Linked DNA regions of Triticum aestivum: region 2 is linked to region 1. A link is a contact called in public Hi-C data. All regions are on one chromosome and are shown on one strand. The core of a region is the stretch at or near the end of the contact, and the rest is flanking DNA. Distances in the headings are between cores, read along the strand shown. Region 1 holds the start of LOC123169790 (putative receptor protein kinase ZmPK1). Region 2 holds the start of LOC123165759 (caffeoyl-CoA O-methyltransferase 1).

The links. Hi-C and Micro-C count contacts between places; a contact is called where the count stands out from the background.
Region 2: a Hi-C map of leaf shows a contact between it and region 1, with 4 times the contacts expected there. The contact joins the promoter of LOC123165759 here to the promoter of LOC123169790 in region 1. A contact is called at or near these places in 2 of 5 Hi-C or Micro-C datasets (both in leaf).

What each region holds. Positions count from the first base shown.
Region 1 is chr7D:80,012,309-80,017,708 of IWGSC CS RefSeq v2.1, reverse strand. It overlaps LOC123169790 (putative receptor protein kinase ZmPK1), which reads left to right and starts at 2,201. Exons shown (of 1, transcript XM_044587666.1): 1 at 2,201-5,081. The coding sequence starts at 2,298. The coding sequence ends at 4,742. LOC123169791 (a long non-coding RNA gene) reads right to left here. Exons shown (of 2, transcript XR_006484953.1): 2 at 1,217-1,489. It also overlaps the pseudogene LOC123171820.
Region 2 is chr7D:80,486,602-80,491,848 of IWGSC CS RefSeq v2.1, reverse strand. LOC123165759 (caffeoyl-CoA O-methyltransferase 1) reads right to left here and starts at 3,032. Exons shown (of 4, transcript XM_044583479.1): 1 at 2,513-3,032; 2 at 2,315-2,394; 3 at 2,084-2,228; 4 at 1,420-1,997. The coding sequence starts at 2,644. The coding sequence ends at 1,572.

The sequences.
Region 1 (5,400 bases), core at 952-3,451:
TTTTCTGCAACACAACATGTATTGAAGAAAGAGGAACAAAATTGAATAAATAAACACTTTTTGAATTTAAGAACATTTTTTAGAAACATGAACATTTTTTGAAAAACAGGAAAATACTTGAAAACACAAACATTTTTTGAAAATAAAAAACAATCCAAATCGTGAACACTTTTTGTATTTGCGAACAAAATGGGTAAACTTGAACATTTTTTTAAATTTGTGAAGAAATTCAGAAAGCTGAAATATTATTTGAATTCCAGAACATTTTTTAGATTCGTGAACAAAAAATAAAAAAGCGAACATTTTTTAAATTCCCAGACCTTTTTTTGAGTTTCAGAATGAATTTTGAAACATGAAGAACTTTCAAATTCGTGAACAAAACTGGAAAGTCGGAACATTTTTGGAAGTTGGAGAACATTTTTTTAATTTGTGAAAAAAATTCAAAACATGAACATTTTAAAAAATTGCAAACAAAATTTGAAAATGGGATTTTTTAAAATTCCCCAAAATTTTCAGAATTTGTAACAAAAAATTTAAACGGCGACATTTTAAAATTTCTGAGCATTTGTTGAAAAAGAGAATAAAAAGGGAAAGAAAATAAAAGGAGAAACAGAAAAGGGAAAATGAAAAATAAAAGAAAAACAAAAAACAAAAACAAAAAATTCAAAATAAGAATAAAAAGAAATAGAAAAAAGAAACAATAAAAATCCGGTTTCAGAGAACCTTCTGCAAGGTTCCCAAAACTGATAAAACCAGACAAGAACCTGCTAGACGGTTCCTAAAACTGAACGTAACAAATCACGCAATTGGGCCGGTCCAGTGCACTCGATCCGGCTTGACATTATGCCGCAACGATCGTCCAATAGGGAATTACTGGGTCTTCAGCCTCGGCGTTTGATTTTAGCGGGCCAGCGGGGGCAGGACTCCAGACCATTCACCATAGCATATTGGGCCGGTCCGTTACATGCTCAGCGCCCAAGCACAATGCAGTAGGCAGAGTAGGGAGGCGTTTACATTAGTACCACCTCGGCAGCTTAAAAGGGGTTTTCCACTGCTTTGACGCATGACCTTACTTGAACAGGATGTGTTCTATAGGATCGTACCGCTGCATCCTTGACTAATATAAGGAGGCAAGCACATCTGACCTGTGGGCCAGAGCGTGATTAACGGCTCAGATCAGTCTGACTGATCCCATGCCTGCAGAGGATCGTTCTTGTTCAGCTCTAGGTGGCTCTCTCTCCTTTTGCCATTTCTTGTTTATATACAGCACAGTTTTTACAAAGCCAACAGGAAGCACTGTGAACACCAGCGTCAAACAAGGTACTTCATTCAGGTACAAAACGTCCAACACCGCAACAGCCCGGGGGTAATCAGAATGGAACAAGTCCTCATCTTTGGATGCTTCGCTGACTTAAATCAGAGTGGAGCTCGTCCACTCGTCCGTGATCGTTTAACTTGATCCAGCGGCCATTGGAAGAAGCAACCACATCTGCACCAAAGGAGACTGGTCAGCGCAAGCGCAACGATTACAGATAAGACTTTCTTTCTTTCTTGCCAGATCACAGCATTTCTCCGGCTAAATTTCCTTTCATTACTGAAAGCTGATAACACACAACACAAGCACCGAAGCCACGCTCCTGTCAAGTTGGGACACCGGGTTTTCCACGGAAGCACAAGAGGAATGCTGCCGCTCGGTTCTGGTAGTATAAAATTCTGCACACCTTACTGATCACAGGACCATCACGGTATCACTCACCTACGACCAGGAATGGGAAGAAAACAGAGCCGTCAGGCTGATGAAGCTGAGCACGTGGCTTCTCTCTCACTCGAGACAAGCCACGGTCAACCTTGCCGGCTCTTGCTCAATACCTGGAACCATCGCGTTCCCTACCTTTCCTCACAAGAGAATGCTATGCTACTCGGTTCTAGCGTAAAACCCTGCACACCATATCATCACAGGGCGACCATCACGGCAATCACCTCTATCTTCTAAGCTGATGAAGCACGTGTTTTCCTCTCTCATCAAGACAGATCTCGGTCAACCTGAAATTATGCGTCCTTGTCGGCTCTTTGCTCCATACTGAACCTGGAAGGCTGGAACCATCGCTCCCTACCTTTATCTTCATCGCTCATTATTATACTCCATCTGGTAATATCCGGGATCCATTTTCTGTACGGACTAAAAGGACTTGCCGTCCAGGTCCGTAGCATGCGACTAGTACATGCTACTACAGTAACTCGGCAACTTGGCACGTGAGCGTACTCTTTTTTTCAACACTCATGTGTGTGATATATACATGGCTGTAGGCTGTAGCACTGAACGCATCAGCAGAAACCAGATGACGACTGCTGTGGCCTTCACCACATCCATCTCACTCCTCCTCCTGCTGATCCCCGTCGCTCTTGCAAAGGATCACACCAATGGCGGCAGCTACCTCGCCAGAGGCTCCTCGGTGTCCATCGAGGATGGCACCAAGGCCACCACCACCACCATCCTGGCGTCGCCCAATGGCGCCTTCGCCTGCGGCTTCTACAGGGTGGCCACCAACGCCTACACCTTCTCCATCTGGTTCCGCTCCTCATCGGCCAAGACCGTCGCGTGGACGGTCAACCGCGACGCGCCGGTGAACGGCAGGGGGTCCAGGCTCGCCTTCCGGAAGGACGGGGCCCTGGCCCTGCTCGACTACAATGGCGCGGCCGTCTGGAGCACCAACACAAGCGCGACCCGTGCCAGCCGCGTGGAGCTCCTCGACAGCGGCGACCTTGTCGTCGTCGATCCAAACGGCCGGCGCCTCTGGGGGAGCTTCGACTCACCCACCGACACGCTTCTGCCGTCGCAGCCGATGACCCGGCACACAAAGCTGGTGTCTGCGTCTGCCAGGGGTTTGCTCTCATCAGGGTTGTATGCATTCTACTTTGACAATGACAACCAGCTCAAGCTCATCTACAACGGCCCTGAGGTCAGTAGCGTGTACTGGCCTGACCCTTTCACCACCCCGCTTGTGAATCACAGGACTACCTACAACAGTAGCCAGTATGGAGTTCTTGAGCAGACAGGCCGGTTCGCCGCGAGCGACAACTTCAAATTCGCAGCTTCTGATCTTGGTGATAAGGTCATGAGGAGGTTGACTCTGGATTACGATGGCAATCTCAGGCTGTACAGCCTGAACGCGACCACCGGCGGCTGGTCGGTCTCTTGGATGGTATTCCGCGGAGTCTGCAATATTCATGGACTCTGCGGCAAAAACAGCCTCTGCAAGTACATACCCAAGCTCCAGTGCTCTTGCCTCAGAGGCTTTGAGGTGGTCGATGCAAGCGACTGGAGCAAAGGGTGCAGGCGCAAGGCAAACCTCAGGGCCACCCAGGATTTCTCATTCAGAAAGGTCGCGGGAGCTGATTTCATTGGGTATGACTTGCTCTACTGGGAGCGGGTGACAATTCGGAACTGCAAAGATTTGTGCTTGGACAATGCTAATTGCCAAGCCTTTGGTTACCGTCAGGGAGAAGGCAAATGTTTCACAAAGGTCTATCTTTTTAACGGCAAGAACTTTCCGAACCCTCACACTGACATTTATCTGAAAGTTCCCAGGGGAGCGCTGTCTTCCTCAGAATTGGCTTCTACCGTAACCCATGAATGCAAAGTTCATCAAAAGGAGGCCAACAGTACATCGCTATTGTTCCAGGATGGCTCTTCTAACTTCAAGTTTGGCTACTTCCTTTCTTCTGCATTAACACTGCTTTTCATTGAAGTGATATTAATCATCGCCGGGTGTTGGGTTGTTCACAAATGGGAGGGAAGACCAGAGATTATAGATGAAGGTTACACGATAATTTCCAGCCAGTTCCGAATATTTAGCTACAGGGAGTTACAGAAGGCAACCAGTTGCTTCCAAGAAGAGCTAGGAAGCGGTGGATCAGGAGCAGTTTACAAGGGAGTCCTCGATGATGCAAGGAAGGTCGCAGTGAAGAAGCTAAACGATGTGATCCAAGGAGAGCAGGAGTTCAGGTCTGAGATAAGTGTCATAGGCAGAATTTATCATATGAATCTCGTCAGAATTTGGGGGTTTTGTGTCGAGAAGACGCACAAGCTCTTGGTTTCAGAGTTCATCGAGAATGGTTCCTTGGCCGCAGTTCTTTTTGATCACCAGAGTAATTCTCCTGTGCTCCAATGGGGCCAAAGGTACAATATTGCACTTGGGGTGGCAAAAGGACTGGCCTATCTCCATCATGAGTGTCTTGAATGGATTGTCCACTGTGATGTCAAACCAGAGAACATATTGTTAGATAGAGACTTTCAGCCCAAGATTGCAGATTTTGGACTGATGAAGCTACAACAGCGAGGATCAAGCGCAGAAATGTTGTCAAAAGTGCATGGGACTAGAGGCTACATTGCACCAGAATGGGCTCTAAATCTTCCAATCAATGGGAAGGCCGATGTTTACAGCTACGGCGTAGTGCTTCTTGAGTTAGTGAAGGGGGTTCGTCTTTCCAGATGGGTGGCTGAGGGCGAGGAGGAGGTTGAAATGGCTGGTATATGCTCTATTGAAATCCTTAAAGAAAAACTAGCAGGCGAAGACCAGTCATGGCTTCTGGAGTTTGTCGACCACAGACTGGATGGAGAATTCAACCAGTCAGAAGCTACAGTAATGCTTAAGATAGCAATATCATGTGTACAAGAGGACAGGAGCAGAAGACCAAGCATGAGCCACGTGGTCGAAACTTTGCTTTCACTTGTGGAGTAATATTCAGTATTGTATTACTATTGTTACATCTAGCTGATATAAGAATAACATTATGTGGTGTCGCAGAAAAGTTGCTGCAAGCCTTATCGCTGCCATATGTAGCGGCTCTCCAGATTTGTGTCAATACCTAGTTTCTTAAGAGGGAGTACGAACTACTCCCTCCGTTCCTCAATATTCTGTGATGTTGCAGAAAAATTGCTGCAAGCCTTTCCCTGCCATATCTAGAGACTCTCCGGATTTGTACCAATAACTAGTTTCTTAAGATGGAGTACTATCCAGTAACTAGGAGTACTATGTATTTCATTCTGTCTTTCTGTTTGGATGCTTAGGTCCATATAACAAAACACATCTACTTTCAGTTATTTGAAGAAATATGCAATCCTAGTGATCTAGATTGATAGCAAACAGAAATGTATCAAATCTAGATGGAGTACCTGATTTATCATGCAGCTGACAGATTAAAGAACAGAATGTAATGGATTACTCAGTACTCACAGCTATAGAAGTTATATGATTCAACAGAATCAGCAATGACAGGAAGAGTGAAAACAATCGCCAGTTCAACCATTCAGAAGCTACAGTAATGCTTAAGATAGCAATATCATGTGTGCAAGAGGACTGGAGCAGAAGACCGAGCATGAGCCATGTGGTCGAAACT
Region 2 (5,247 bases), core at 1,783-4,282, 470 kb before region 1:
TGTCTCTTTGTGACAGTATTCATGCTGGATTTGTCTTTTCATTTCTCAATGTGTATTTTGAATTTGAATCTGATTTTTTTTAGGGATAGTAGACATCTGTCTTGTGAACATTTATAAAAAAAATCAGAATTTTTGTAACATGTAGATTTGAATTTTGTGACATGGTATCATGTAAAACATGGTATCACAGGGGAAAGATATCACATGATACCATGGTACCTGATGCTGCATCTGATCGTGTTAACTAAAGTCAAAGCAATAATCGAGGTAACCAAGTGATATGACAGCAGCCAGCAAGTCTCAACTCTTCACGTGAACAGCTCAACAACCGAACAAACCTCGACTTTTTCAGCTCAAAGCATTAATGGATCTTCCTCAGACAAGCCTAGGAGCAAAGGACGCTTTATACTGGTCGGAAATACAGTACTCCATCCGTTGGACACTGTAGCGCCTATACATTGATGATATTTCTCTGACAAGTATTTTCAGACGGAGTGATATAAGGGAGTATGTATTTGTTGTTACTTCCTCTGTCACATAATATAAGAGCGTTTTTGACACTAGTGTAGTATAAAAGCGCTTTTATACTATGGGACGGAGGGAGTACATCTGAGTGTGTTAACTAAAAGTTGGTGAAGCAAATTGTAAATAGGCACAAGTTGATCTCAGAGAATGGGATTATCGTACGGGAGCCTAAAATAATGGGTTTCACCAACACCCTTTTCCAGTCCAGTAGTATACTACTCCATGTTAAAGAACACTATGGCTCAGTACACTTCAATCCAAGCACACGTACCATAACATGTACTGTACTGCTACATGTTGTTAGATCTGAACTTATTTTAAGCGAAACCAAAGCAATAGTTTAGGTGACCATGTGATGTAACATCAGCCATTCAGCCAAACAAGTCATAAACTCCTCACATGACAGCCCAAGAACCGAACAAACCTTGACTCTTCCATTGGAGGAAACTTCTCCTTCCAACCTACCCTTACTCCAGACTTTGACATATGTGGAAGCCTTTGTCATTCAGCGATCGATCGACTTGTAGACGACCACATGCTGCCAGTCAGTCACCTACTTGTAGAAAAACAAATGTCAGCAAATATCTGCGCAACAACACAAGGCTGTCGCCGTCGACGAACCGTCCTCGAACCCCTGTGCATCCCCGTCAGAAGATGGAAATCTTCAACCAAAGGAGTAAAATTCGGTCAAATTTATTGTGCCCTGCCATGATTCATTCAACAGATTCAACGAAGGCGCCGCATCTAGACATGTTTTTCCTCCAAACAGGCAGGAGAACGAAATGGAACACTCCGATTTGCACAATTGGATCATCACCTGCGCCGGCGGCCGCGGCGGCGGCAGCCATTGTCGCAAGCAAACAACAAGAAGCCTTTTTTATAGGAGTAATACTATTTGATCATTTGTCTGGAGAAATCTTTATACGAATTGCAGAAGATAGATATAGAGTACGGAAGGCGAGCAAGAAAGACAAAATGGGGGAAATTAATTAATTCTTGTTCTTGGCATCTACGGCGGAGCGCGGAGACGGGTGCTCCGTGTCCGTTCACTTGGCGCGGCGGCAGAGGGTGATGCCGTCGCCGACGGGGAGCTGGCAGATCTCGACGCGCTGGTCGGCGGCGAGGGCCTTGTTGAGGTCGAGGACGAAGTCGCGGTAGTAGCGGATGTACTTGCGCATGGGGGCGTCGGCGGGGAGCACGACGGAGCCGTTCCAGAGGGTGTTGTCGTAGCCGAGGAGGCCGCCGACCTTGACGAGCTTCATGAGGCGCTCGTGGTAGTTGAGGTAGTTGTCCTTGTCGGCGTCCACGAAGACGAAGTCGAAGGTGCCGTGGTTGGCCTCGTCCTCCAGCAGCGCGTCCAGCACCGGGAGCGCCGGGCCCTCGCGGAAGTCGATCTTGTGCGCCACGCCGGCCTTCTCGATGCACGGCAGCCCCAGCTCGTAGTTCTCGCGGTTGATGTCCATGGCCAAGATCTGCATTTCCGTTTCATTTTCATTTTTCTTCAGTTTCTTGGTAAATTGGGAGTGGTAGATCTGGAGTGGAGAAGTTAGGAGCTTACGGTGCCGTCTTCAGGGATGGCGAGCGCGGTGGCGAGGAGGGAGTAGCCGGTGTAGACGCCGATCTCCATGGTCTTCTTGGCGCCGATGAGCTTGAGCAGCATGTTGAGGAACTGGCCCTCGTCCGCCGACGTCGTCATCAGGTTCCTGCGCACAGACGAGATCCAGATCAGAATATGTCTCGCCAGATCCGGCCGGGCCGAGACGAACACGGATGAGGAAGAACTCCGTACCATGGGTGGTTGGCGGTGATCTCGCGGAGCTCCTTCATGCACTCGTGCTCGCGCGGGTACACGCTCGTCTCCAGGATGTACTGCGCAGGAACAATCAGACCAAACCACATCAGAAACCGCGAGATCTGGCCGGCTCGCCGGAGACGGATGGAGCGGAAGAAGCGATTTTTTTTGTGCAGTAGTATAACTAAGTACTACCTGGTAGAGGGCGTCGCTCTGGAGCAGGCTCTTGTGGCCGACCTCGGAGTGACGCGTGACCTGCTCGCCGCCGGTGCTGGCGGGCTGCTCCTTGGGCGCCGCGGCCGTGGCGTCGGCTGCCGTGGTCGCCATTGGTGATGCTTGGTTCGAGGAAGGAAGGAGACGAGATCTGGGCTGAGCTTGCAGGGGAGGGGAGAGGTGGTTGGCTGGGTGATTGGATTGACGAGCTTGCCGGGAAGAGACTCAACGCGTGGCTTATATAGGAGCGCTGGCCCGCGCGCGGCAGCAGGAGGGGGAGGGGCGGCCGATGGCGAGAGGGGAGGAGGCAGGAAGGAAGGAAGGAAGGAAGGGAGGAGGAGGTGGAACAGTCAACAGGTGGTGGTCCGGGCCCGGGCGTCGGCGACAACACGCGACGCACGGAGCGGTCGGTGGAAACACGGTGCTGGTTGGGTTGGTGAGGAGACTGGTGCGGGGCGGAGACCGAGCGAGCCAGGCCTCGCTGGGTCGGGGTGGGTGGTGCACGGGCACTGGCGGTAGCCGCGGCGTGGACGGACGACGGCGAGTTGGAGGCGGAGGCGGAGGCGGAGGGGGAGGGGTTGGTGGGAGAGAGACGGGTGGCGTGTTGGTCGTCGACGGTGCGGCGGGAGCTCGGCTCGGGTTACCTACCAACCATTGCTGCCTTTCGCGTGCATCATTCAGCCGTCGTCGCTTTCTCGAGTGGAAAACACTGACGCTCGCCGGAGTGCTCGTCAGTCTTCTTTCTAGTGCTAATCGGTAGATTTGGTGACTGACTACTCGTGGAGTCGTGGTATCATGAGCTCCGTTTGTATACAGTCAGGGACTTTTTGACTTGCAGGGGTCCTCAAGGTAGTACTACTAGGATAGCAGTGGATAGATACTAGAATAAAGTAAAATGATGACGGTATGTGTGCGCGCACACATGTGATTGTAACGCACGGAAATGGAGAAACGATATTGTATATCTTACTTAAGATTCTCATCTCAACTGCATCTAGTGTCTCTTTGTTAGTTTTCGTTGATTAAAGCCAAAATAGTCAAGTGACTAATGTGTTTATGAGTACTACCATACACTTTGAACATTTTTTTATAAAATGACATTGTGGCTTGCTATATCTATGCTGTTAAAGAGCAGTCTGCCATCGTTGTGGTCGGAGTGGTGATGGCTACTCCCCCTTCTCCTACTGCTCCCATCGTCTTACGATCCATGCAACAAAACCAGCACACGACACACCATGTTAATTCACGACGTCCCTATACGTGCAGGTTTTTGCCCCGCCTTATATATAAAGAACACATCAAACCACACGATCGAACGATACAATGTGACTGGGAAGCCGTCACAAAAGTAGATCAAAAGATCCAAACATAAAGCCTAGAACTAGCCTAACACCTCCTCGAGGCTCGATCGACGAGGCGTGGGCTCCACATCAACGCCTCGGGAGGGTGCCATTGCCAAGTTTGAGCAAGAAGACAATGGTTTTCACCCGGAGGCCTAACACAAGGTCGAGATCCACGACAACGTCTTCATGAAGAGAACGACACCCATGGCGCCACCATCGCCGGCTCCAAGCACGAAGCTTTCGCTCGAACACTCACTTGTACCATCACCGCAATGAGGGCCACTTACACCAGATCTGGGCACTGTGGGAGAAAGCTAGAACCTCCCACTACTTCACCCCTTGTCGCTCATATCACCAAGAGGTGCAGCCACCACCGCCACCATGGAGCCTGCCGGAAAAGCAACCGAGCCCACCATCCGGGGTCGCCACCGTGACGTCCTCAGGCGAACTCGTCACCACCGTCATAACACGCGGCCGTCACCCCAACCAAACAACAAAACACCGTCTCAACATGGGCAGAGTGGGACTAGAGCCTGCGCGGGGAGCAACCAACCTCCGACATGAGGACCAAGTCCAACCCCTTCACGGGAAGTCAGCACATGCCGCCAGCTGGCTGCCAGCCGGCGCTGCCGGGTGGGGGAGCATCGCCCCGTCAGACATGACCACTCTAGATCCACATGTGGGAGCCCCATGGCAACCAACACCTCTGCCCGCCAAGCATCCACCTCCGTTGGCTCCCCACGGCTCGCTCCGCCACCGCCATCGCAAATGCCGAGGACTATCACGCCAACCTGCAAAAGCCCCACCACCAAACGCGCATGGGAGAAGAACGTCATCGCTAACCCAGCTCCATCAGGAAGGCCGGGCCGTTCGGTCCAGACAGACGCGAGCGGTTTAAGCGTCAGCGTTGGAGGTGCCCTTATCCCAGTTGGGATGTTCTTTATACGTATAAATTGCTCGAGGTGCTGGACTCTAGAAGAAGCAACAAGGAAGAGGTGATATGTCTCACTTAGAGCGAGACAACGGTTTGTGACGTCTTGCGTTCCCAGAATGGGCTAGCCCAATTAGGTTTTTCCTCACACCCATGTTTTTTCTGTTTTTTTTCATGTTTTTGTTTTTACTTATTTATTAAATTTCATTTATGCTTTCAAATATTCTAAATAAATATATTATAAAAAAATTTACATAAAACATTTGAACAATGTTAAATGTGCATAGAGAATATGTTTCTCATGTATACGACAAATGTATTTTAAAAAGTTAATCCAAGCATTTGAAAAAATGTTAAATAATTATTTTCAAAATGTAGATCAAGCATTTGAAAATGTTAAATGTGTATAGCAAAATTTTGACCATATATTATAAAAATGTTAA